2 separate regions of the Mus musculus genome follow, and region 1 is linked to region 2. The links are chromatin contacts, called in public Hi-C maps. All regions are on one chromosome and are shown on one strand. Each heading gives the region's core, a stretch centred on a gene start, on an enhancer-like site or on the middle of the called end of the contact. The rest is flanking DNA. Distances are from core to core; before and after follow the strand shown. Region 1 has its middle 36 kb from the start of C1qtnf3. Region 2 overlaps Ttc23l (tetratricopeptide repeat domain 23-like).

The links. A called contact is a pair of places that touch in the nucleus more often than the background predicts.
Region 1: a Hi-C map of embryonic stem cells shows a contact between it and region 2, with 3 times the contacts expected there. The contact joins two enhancer-like sites. A contact is called at or near these places in 9 of 15 datasets of contacts at CTCF or cohesin (CD8 T cells, the NIH/3T3 cell line, embryonic stem cells and 4 more), 132 of 484 Hi-C or Micro-C datasets (the 3T3-L1 cell line, 3T3-L1-derived adipocytes, the AML12 cell line and 74 more), 9 of 115 datasets of contacts at active chromatin or transcription factors (astrocytes, bone marrow-derived dendritic cells, embryonic stem cells and 1 more) and 1 of 9 other capture datasets (embryonic stem cells).

Annotation. Positions count from the first base shown.
Region 1 is chr15:10,913,659-10,918,904 of GRCm38.p6, forward strand. It overlaps the pseudogene Gm29742. Among named protein-coding and RNA genes, the nearest start is that of C1qtnf3, 36 kb to the right of the region's middle. Within about 2 kb of position 2,708, at least 9 of the 459 cell types and tissues checked have an H3K27ac peak or open chromatin away from gene starts, as enhancers often do.
Region 2 is chr15:10,503,601-10,508,793 of GRCm38.p6, forward strand. The region is part of intron 11 of Ttc23l (tetratricopeptide repeat domain 23-like); the gene reads right to left. Among named protein-coding and RNA genes, the nearest start is that of Rad1, 20 kb to the left of the region's middle. Within about 2 kb of position 2,706, at least 19 of the 459 cell types and tissues checked have an H3K27ac peak or open chromatin away from gene starts, as enhancers often do.

The DNA.
Region 1 (5,246 bases), core at 1,458-3,957, 410 kb after region 2:
CTTCTCTTGTCCCCTGACCTTTTCATTTCCAGAACTCCTTTCAGATGAACCCTGTTTGACCATAAGCCACTGGACAGCTACATTACACATTGAATGAATGTTCTCGCCCTTGATCTAAAAGGGCACAGGGGTACTTGACGCTTGCTACTTTTACAGTTGGGGGGGGGGGTCTCAGCTGTCACCACAGACAAAAGGATCTATTGCATTTACCTTCTGTGTGTTTCCCGTTATTAAGATGAAATCCTGGAGGCAGTTAACATATAAAGAGGAAGAGTTTATTTTGACCCACAGTTCTGGAGATCCCAGTCCAAAGTGAAGAAAGCCCATGGATTTGGGTCTCTGATACATCATATTGGTCCTTGTGGACAGAATCTGCTCACCCAATGAGCAGAGGAGCACAGCAGGGCAGGAAGAGTAAGAGACAGAGTACCTACATTTCCTTTAAAAAAAATCCCAGAATACCAAGTAGGTCTCACTCTTCTGATAAGGTCTACTTCCTTCTAATTGCATTATCTCCTTTACATATGCGCCTCTGGGGTAGGGGTGCAGTCATCTAAATCATAGCACTTTCTGGAATGGCAGAACCTATTCTGCCCACTGTGGCCCTTCTCATAGTTGTGTCTGCTTTTGAGATTGTAAGCTCCTATAGGTCAGGGTTGGTATATGTGTCAGGGTACATTCTCTCACATGAACTGAAGTGTAGTTGCACCTTAGGGACGTGTAGTTGACTCTAGGGAATTTGCACTGCTACCAGTTTGCTCGGCAGAGTTGACATTCCCCTCATTGATAAACTATGCCACAAGGTATCAACAGAAATGTGTATCTAGAAAGACACCTACAAAGGAAGGTATTTTCTAGTAAAAAGAGAGGTTATTATTTTGAAATTGCATGGAAAATGGCTTTGTAGAGGCATACCATATCCATTAGTTACAGGTTCATTAGTGTGGTAAGATGTCTATTTAACAGTCATGAATCTGTATTTCTCTTTTGTAGAAATAGTGAGTAGTGCTTTACTGCTTTTGTTTTGTTTTGTTTTGTTTTGTTTTGTTTAGGGCAGATTTAAAATAAGTGTGGCTTGAAAATTCTCCCTGTTCTCAATGCACAAACCCATTAAGAACAGTATTTGAGAGAAGAGGGAGGGGATGTATTCAAGCTGGGTCTTAGGATTCTATTAAATAAGAGGTCTCAGATGAGTGTTGAAGATGGGAAAATAACACAGAGGAACAGACCCTGTGAGGCATCAGAGGCAAATGTCCTTGATGCTTGGGGTCCCAGGCTCACCGATGGTATGAGTTCCAAACATATCACTATAGCTAAGGGCTAGGAAGAGTCACAAAAGAGGAAACAACTCTCTAGATGGTGGACACCATACAGGAGGAGCTGCAGTGGGCAAGTAAGCTTCCTGGAGACAGCCCACTTCTTTGCATGGCTGCAATAAATGTATTCTGAAAAGGCACAGCCCCAGGGATTTCATCCCAGGATTGCTTCTTGCTGTTGATGTGCCTTCTCATACTTGTCCTGGCTGAATTCCTCATTTTTCTGACATGGTGTGATTAGGCAAAAAAAGACCCTTTCTGCCTATAGTTTGTCATAATTGCTTCCTGGATGTTAGCCGATTCTGTTGGGCAAATTTCCTTTAGATCAACATGAAGATGAACTTTCATGAAATGATGCTGTTTAGATGAATTGATGGTTTTATAATTCCTGGTAATGATTTTACAGAATACCTGATTTGATTCAAATAAGATTAAGAAGTTAAGAATTTAAGATAGTTGATAGAAAGTTTAAAGTTAGAATAAAAAATTATAATGTTTCTCTTCCTGCGAAATAATAAAGGTTGCCTAGGTTGGGAAAGGAGTACAGTAAGCTGTCTTGTGTTACAAGGATGTAAATTGCACTAGGAAGAAAAATAGAATTGGAAAAAAAATAAATGATTGAGGAAAACATTCATTCTAGGTTAGGTCCAGATGAGGCCACAGACCTTGGTGTACACCATGGTAAGGCCATGAACAGGGAGTGGGTAATTCTATTATGAATGGAAGAATAGAAAATGGATGATTAGCTAGACTTCAAAAATAAGACATAAGACAAGTGGCATGTTTCTTGGCAAAAGCTTTGTTTAAAATAATATTGCTTTGAACTTGTACTGAACATGTGGAATAAAAGGCAGATAAAACTGCTGCTTTGAACTTATAATGAACTTGTAGAATAAGAGATGGATGAAAATATCTAGTTAGGTATACATATTAGTAGAAAAACATGTAATCAATAATCCTGCTGTAACTCCCTCTTGTGTAACAATTTTATCTGTTTTTTAATGAGATGACTTTTCTTATGTAGAGAACTGACTTAGGGGGCAGAAAAAGGCTAAGAGAAAAAATTAAGTTGTTAGAGCTTTTTTGCTGGAGTTTTGCTCTATCCACCAACTCTGTATACATAGATGTATGTAAAATAGATAGGGATTTTTTTTTACCAATGTGTAAATGTATGTCTATCTGCCTGCCTATCTGTCTGTCTGTCTGTCTGTCTGTCTACATGTGTATGTGTGAAGTTGTTGGCACTTACTTGTTGGCACCTGATTTGCTTCATCCACTAAGTTTGTATGTATGAGTGTGTGAATTTTCTCTTTTCTTTCTTTCTCACCAGCCCTCAAAGGGTTTAGAGTTCAGAGTTTCTTGCTAGTCACAGAGAGTGCTGACCCTATAAATTGCCTCCTGTCATCAGCACGGGGTTCATTGGTTAATGTCAGCACCAGCCCCAATCGCTGACTCTACACTTGGTTTTCTTCACTTTAACATTCAGTGTCAGAGCTGGCCTTTAACACTTAGTGGTCCTAGGGAAGGCAGATGTATGGTGCCAAAGAGCCCTCAGTGGCTGGAAGAACCCCAAAGTTTGGTATACTGCCTTCTCCCATGGTGCAGTGGAAGAGGAGCTGCCCCAAGAATGATTTTTGAGGTTTAATTTTCCATGGATATTGAATAAACAGAATAAATTGATTTGTAGAAAATGAGGGCATTAGTATTTCTCATACCCAGAGTTTAGGGACAGAGGCTTATTTCTATTGTTACATTTCCCCTGGCAATTTGGAATGAGGGCTTGGAGACTAAAGTTCAAGAACCTACTTCAAAATCAGGAGATGGAAGGATTTGTTCTTGGCAGAATACCAAGACAAAAGTTCTGTGTCCTCCAAAACAGATGGTTGGCTATGAAGGGGAATCTGCTGAACCAGGGGAGGCCACCAGGAAAGGAATGCAGTAGATTAAGTCTTTGTTCTTTGTCTAAGAATTCTGTGTAATAGCTAAAATTGAGATGTTGGAGGACACCAGAGAGAAAGGGTTGAACTCTCAGGATTAATATTCATTTCATAACGATTCTTACCTGGAAATTACAGGCATGGGATTGAGTAGTTGCTTAATATTGTGATGACTCGAGGGCTTTGTATTTCTTGACACCTCATAGTGCTACTGATCTTTGTCTAATAGCTTTTGAGCTCTTGTGGGACTAAGAGACAATACAATTGCAACATTCCTCCATTGTTCCAGGTCAGAAAGCCTAGCTCTTACTTTTCACCTCATTTATGTACGGTAGAATCCTACTCATCTGCGCTAGATTATGGACTATAACCATAACTGAAATGGTGGCATTTATTATGCAGCTGTGAATTATCGTGTTAAGTTGTTACCTTCAGGATGTCTTAAATTCTTTCTTGAGCTTGCCTTCTAGCTGGAGTCCAGGCTGTGCCCAGCCTAAGGCCAACATGAGGTCCTGGCAGCAATGCCAGGGCTGGGTGGAACACTTACATGGACAGTCTCTTGGCAGACCTTTAGCCATCGTTGGCTACAAGGACTCACCTTCGATCTGGGCTGCTGTCCCCAGGAAGACTTTCATTAGCATTAAGCCAGTTGAGGTTGGTGTTTTGGTAGGCAATGGCCAGTCAAGATTTTTCATAAATGGGCTGACACCTGGGGCCCAGAAATGTTCTGTGATGTGGTATTCACTGCTGCAGGATGGGAAATTTAAAAAGGATCTTTGTACCAAGAACATGGAGGAGAACCTACCTTCAATGTCACTCTCACCATGACTACCAAGACACTGATACTGCTAATGGGCAAAAAGGTTTTCATGGTGGTTTGATCAACAAAACATGTTACGGAATGGCCTCCCTGTACTGACTGACCCCATCTGTCCCCTCTCCCATCTGTCCCCTCTCCCATCTGTCCCCTCTCCCATCTGTCCCCTCTCCCATCTGTCCCCTCTCCCATCTGTCCCCTCTCCCATCTGTCCCCTCTCCCATCTGTCCCCTCTCCCATCGCTCCATTCAGCTTTTGCACCCCTTCTTTTCACACACACCCCCCCCATATACAAAAAGCCATTTTCGTTTGGGTCATTACCTCATATTCCTTATTGCTGCAAAAACCACATGGGATTTTCAGGGCTGGGAGTTGGGGCTGGACAAACAGATACCTCCCCTTACCCCTTTCTGTGTGTGTTTGGAGAAAACATATTTTTTTCTGAATAAAAAAAATATTCTGCTAACACCACCACCACCAACAACAACAAAATGATTGAATGAATGAATGAATGAATGACTTTTCTTGATAAGCTTACAGCACTCCATGGATGTAGTAAAGCTCAACTTCTGAAGTATCACCTGCTGCCCTTTGTATGGCTGGGCAAATGGGTTCTGTTGCATGGCATTTGAGTAGCTTGGGAGATAGCACTAAGGCAGCCTTCTGTTTATGGTGCCTTTGCTTTCTTACTCTGCTGCCAGGGCCAGTCCTGAACACATGGTCCTTTCCACACCACCTCTGAGTGCTGAGATCACAGCTGTGCTGGTTAGGTTTTGTCAACTTGATACAAACCTAGACATACTTGAGAAAAGGGAATTCCACTTGATGACTCCCTTAAATTGACCTGTCTGTCCGTATGCTTGTGCAGATTTTCTTGATTACTAATTAATGAGGGAGGACTAAGCCCACTGTGGGCATTGTCATCTCTGGGCAGGTGGTCCAGGTTGTATAAGAAAGCAAGTTTGGTAAACAACAAAGGGCAAGTCTGTAAACAGTGCTCCCCAATGGTGTTTGCTTCAGTTCCTGCCTCCAGGTTCCTGGCTTGAACCCCTGTCCTGACTTCCTTTGATAATGGATGGTGATGTGGAAATAAATGTGAGCCCAAAACTCCTCCCCAGAGCTGCTTTTGGTCACATTATTTATCACAGCAATAGAAAACAAACTGGAAAACATATG
Region 2 (5,193 bases), core at 1,456-3,955:
CTTTGTCATCATCTCCAATCATACACTCTCCAGGCCAGATGGCTTTCCAAGCCAGCTTACTCACATTAACTCATTGACTTACAACAACCCTATGAGCTGAGCATTCTATGTTTATCCCTAGTTCATGGAGGAGTTGTCCAAGACCATATGCTAACACATAAAAGAGCCAGGTTATACCACAGCCACTGGCTGAATCCCACTGCTACACTAAATTAGCTCTTAATACTGACACTTAAACGACATACTTTAAATTTATTTTCCATCATCACAAATAAGATGCATGTTATAAATTTTAAAATAAAATAACAGAGATATATAGCACAAAATCTCCACACACAAATGACCCAGAGATAATACTATTATCTTTAGTAATCACATATTTTTAAAAACCAATAGGGGTTTTTTTTCTTTCTCCTTCCAATATATCTGAGGTATTCTCTGTGACTCTCCAAAGCTACAACTCATGGTTTTGAATGACCATGTTGTAACATACAGCACTCTTTCTTCTGGTTGGCATTTGAGTTCGTCTACCATATTTTTTCTTATTAGAAACAAATTGTTAAGGAAGGTAAAGACAGACATGCACATAATTTGTGTACAGATCTCAAAGGATGGATTCTGAACCATTTTTCAGAGTCATGGGACACATACATTTAAATGTTTTACTAACCATTTTCCCTTCAAAATACCAACAAAAGGTAGTATAACAACCAATCATATCAACAAAATACGAAGAGGGCGGACTCTGCAACCTTTTTCACAAAAATGGACTTATAGTTACAGTCTTCATTATCACAAATTCTCGGCTAACACTTGGATTTGTTAATGCTGCATGAGACTGGAAATTGTCGGCTCACTGGTTGTTTACAGTTCCTTAATGTTTCATTGCAATAGGGTAATTACTGTTTTCTGGAAAGTTTCTCCTCCGCTGGCTTCTTTTCTGTTTTTTTCTAAGGTCTCTTTGAGTCTCCATCTAATAATACAATGATAATGGTTGTTGTTGTTGCTAATATTACTGTTGCTACTACTACTATTAACTACTACTACTAACTACTACTATTACTACTACTACTAACTACTACTACTATTAACAACTACTACTGTATTAACTACTACTATTACTATTACTACTACTACCTACTACAATTAACTACTGCCACTACTACTACTACTGCTGCTACTAACTACTGCTGGTACAACTAACCACCATTACCACCACCACCCCTACTACAATTCATGAAAGCTGTGTTTCTGACATATATTAAATGCTTAGATAGAGCATTCTTATTATTGTTTAGAGATAGAGTAAGCTGGGAATTCTCACTACATTTGTACCCCAGTACTCAGCTACTAAATCAGGCTATAATCTCTCCCAAATAAGCATGAATTATCTCCAAAACTCTTTCCAAGTCTCATTGTTTCATATACACACATTCTGTAGATTGTTTTATCCTTCTCATGGGCTTCGGAAGGAATATTTCTCCTGAGTCCTTGCTCCAAACAGCCAACAGCTTACTAGATATTGCCAAATGGGTGTACAGGGAGTACCTCAAACACAGCACAGGCAACGTGGAAATCATTATCTCCCTAAGTCTTATGTATCTCTCCTCCAGGATGGTCTCCTCTGCCAGCACTGCCCATTACATATTTATCTCGTTTTCAGGCCGGGGACTTCAAAGCCAACTTGAGTCTTGCCACTGACATACTTCACATCTAATTGGTTTCAACTCAGATGGCAGAATGTTTCTCAATATATCGTCAATACATTCCTTTCTTATAGCTTAGGTACTTAGGGGTCTCAGCATCCTTCTCTTAGGCTATTGGATCTGCCTGCCAGTGTGCTCCTTACTTCTCCCTACTTGTCTTTCACATCCATTGCTATTGAAGTTCATGTCTGAAAGCTGATAACTGTTATCATATCCTGTTCGAAGTTCTTCCATAGCTGCCTTCTGTATAAGTCTGAACACGTAGTATAGTTTATGAAAACCCCATGGTATGGCCCAAATATTTCACCTCAAGTTTATCCACAGCTTGCTATTATCTATGAACCTTAAAGTGTAACAACTCACGACAGCAGTTTCTTCACAACAGTGCTTACCGAGGAACACCCACTCTGGCTTCTTTTCTATCTGTGGTTTCAGTCATCTATCTATGTTTGAAGATACCCTACCCTTCCTGCATGCCGTTTACACTCACAGTTTTGGCTTCACAACGTATTCCCTATCGTTTTTTATTTATAATTCTATTAAAACATACTACAGAGTAGTTTCAAACTGGTTCTGTGTATATTTTCTCCAAAAGGAACGTCTCTTGGACACATTGAGTATTTCTTGTTCTTTAGGAGCTTGACCTACGAACGATTAACCTGAAGTGCATCTGTGACTCAGGTAGAAACTTAACAACTTCCAAGTTTATTTACAAATCAGAAGTTCTCTCTGTCTTTTCTAACCACTGAGATCTTAAGCGGTGCCCTTGCAACTGTTGTTTTGCTCTGGAATTAACTCCTGCCCCAAGCAGCCCGTTCTGCTCTGACTTCTTTGCAGAGCCTCCATAGGACACGACTTCAGGCTGCTGGCTATGGCAGTCCAGTGTGGATTTCACTGAGTTCCCGGAAGGAGGTGTCACAAAGCACACGAGAGCACACTGGGACACGAGCGGGGTCCCAGGACATCTGGGACTGATTGTTCCAGTGCGATGCTGAAGCCGAGAGAGCAACTCCTGCCCTGCTTTTGGCCATCTGGGCTTTGGCAACTGCCCCATGGCTTTGCTCAGCAGTTCTTGGGAAATGAGATACGGGCTTGTTTCACAGAAAGAAAAACGTTTATTGACGCAATATCTACTACAGCAGAGGACTTCAAAAGACTCTTCTTTTCCCCTTATATGGGCTCTAGCTAGGTCTATATCTCATTGTCTTAGCAGAAAGAGAGCAATTAGAGACTTACAGTAAAATCCCAGCAGCCTTGCCTCTTCCTGGACAAATTAATGCTAGAAACTCAGTTTTCAGTGTCTCCACATGTAAAATGGGTTCTGGAGTACAGCCTGCTGAAGAGGCCTCTCTATATGCGGATGGAAACCCTTCAAAGCCAGGTTCTTTACATAGTGAAAGAGTAGGAACCTGAAATCTCATCAGCTTAAGTTCAAGCATGTAAAGAAACAGACTGCCTGGCGTCTGCATTGGCTTCCACAAATGTCCCCTAGTTTCTCCTCGTTTCACGGCACTGGTCACCTTGAGGCTACTGAGAAAACATATTCACTCCATTTATCTTGCATTCTTCCTTTTGGAAAGTTAGAGATACATTTTATTAACTCTTGGAGTATACATGATGTTTTGGCCATCTTATCTCTTACCCCTTCTCCTCCTAATCCACCTCTCGTCTTACCCACCTGGCTAACTTTGCATTCTCCATTTTTTAAAGCATTAGAGTCCTGCTAATGGCTACGTAATTTTACATGTATGTCTTTAATTTGTACAGATCATGCATGCTGTCCTAATTCATATGTACAGCTGCTGTAGACAGAGGACACGGTTGCCCTGTAGTCATCCAACCATCCCTGCCCCTTACAGTCTTTCTGCTCCCTCTTCTACAATGGTTCCTAAGCCCTGGGAAAAAGGGAGCATGTGTGGATGTCTCCTTTAGCTGCGCGCCGAGCAGTCACTTACTCAAAAAGGACAAATGGTTTACTCAGGTTCATGTGTTGCCCAAGTGTAAAGTGGGAATATTCCTTACCTTATTCTTAATAGAAAACACTAATATGGCCATATATATGACTCGTTTAAACATTACAGTTCATTATGTCTACCTTTCAGAAAAAGAATCACTATCATTATTGACATGTTATTATGATGTTGACAATAAGTGAACATTTAAGATTTAAGGCTTTCCTGAACCCAACAACTATATATGTTCTCATTAATTAATGCAGAGATGAGAGGGAAGCGTGGTTATTATAGTGTTGCATAACTGCAGGCTAAGGACATTAAGTATGAAAGAGATCTGAGAGTTGGAGTCTTGAGTTGTGAATCTGATTTTAGCATAGAAGCTAGACTTCTGCCTTCAGAAGCCACACTCTAACATTAGACAGACCTGTGGTAGATTCCAGCTTTGCCTCTTCCTGGGCAAACTTGATGATCTTTTGAAAAAACAAAATACCCAAATATTCTAAGCTTCGGGTTTTTTGTTTTTTTTTGTTTTTTGGTGGTGGTGGTAGTTTTTTTGTTTGTTTGTTTGTTTTGTTTTGTTTTGTTTTTGTTTGTTTTTGAGACAGGGTTTCTCTGTGCATCCCTGGCGGTCCTGGAAATTCACTCTGTAAACCAGGCTGGCCTCAAACTCAGAAATCTGCCTGCCCCTGCCTCCCAAGTGCTGGGATTAAAGGTGTATGCCACCACTGCCTGGCTTAAGCTTCAGTTTTATCCTGAGAGAAAAACATACCTACCAACTGTGGTTTATGAGTCAAAAATAGCATCTGTTGGAGAAATGAAAGATCAATATTCTCGTTTGTCATATTCTTTCTGTTTTGATTTTTACTTTTATTCATGCACACTTGCAAGTGGGGAGCTTCCGTGAGGCTGGTCCTCTATATCCCTAGCCTGAATGTCATGGAAGGGGCTAAGAACCCAGTTCTCTGGATGATGGTGAGTAGGCAATAGCTTTCTTCAGCACCCATCTCACGTGTGGCTTGCTAAGCCTGGTGTGGGTAGAACGGGCTGCGACTGCTCCTGGAGCTCATCTCTGCCTAACCTGGTTGCGTCTGCTGAGAATGGGCTGATTAGGAATCACGTCTGGTGAATGAAATCAGAATCCTAACCTCACACAATAGTGAACCCTCTTTGTTAGAGAACTCTCTTTGAAAATCATACAGCCTCTAGGGTCATATTTACTCGGGGTTCAAATCTTGAAGACTGTGGATTACAGAGACTCTTCAGAAGCTCCGTCCTTGTTCTGTCAAATGAGAGCTCCATCTTGGGCAATTGTGGGAGTTTAAATGAAACCCTTTCTAAGCAGGGCCTAGCTCAGTTGGAGGTTTTAGTAAACACAGCAGGTCTCTGCCAACCATTTAAGATTTAAGATTTAAGATTTAAGGTCTTTGCCTTAAATCTAAGCATCAGCCAGGCGTGGTGGCGCACGCCTTTAATCCCAGCACTCGGGAGGCAGAGGCAGGCGAATTTCTGAGTTCGAGGCCAGCCTGGTCTAC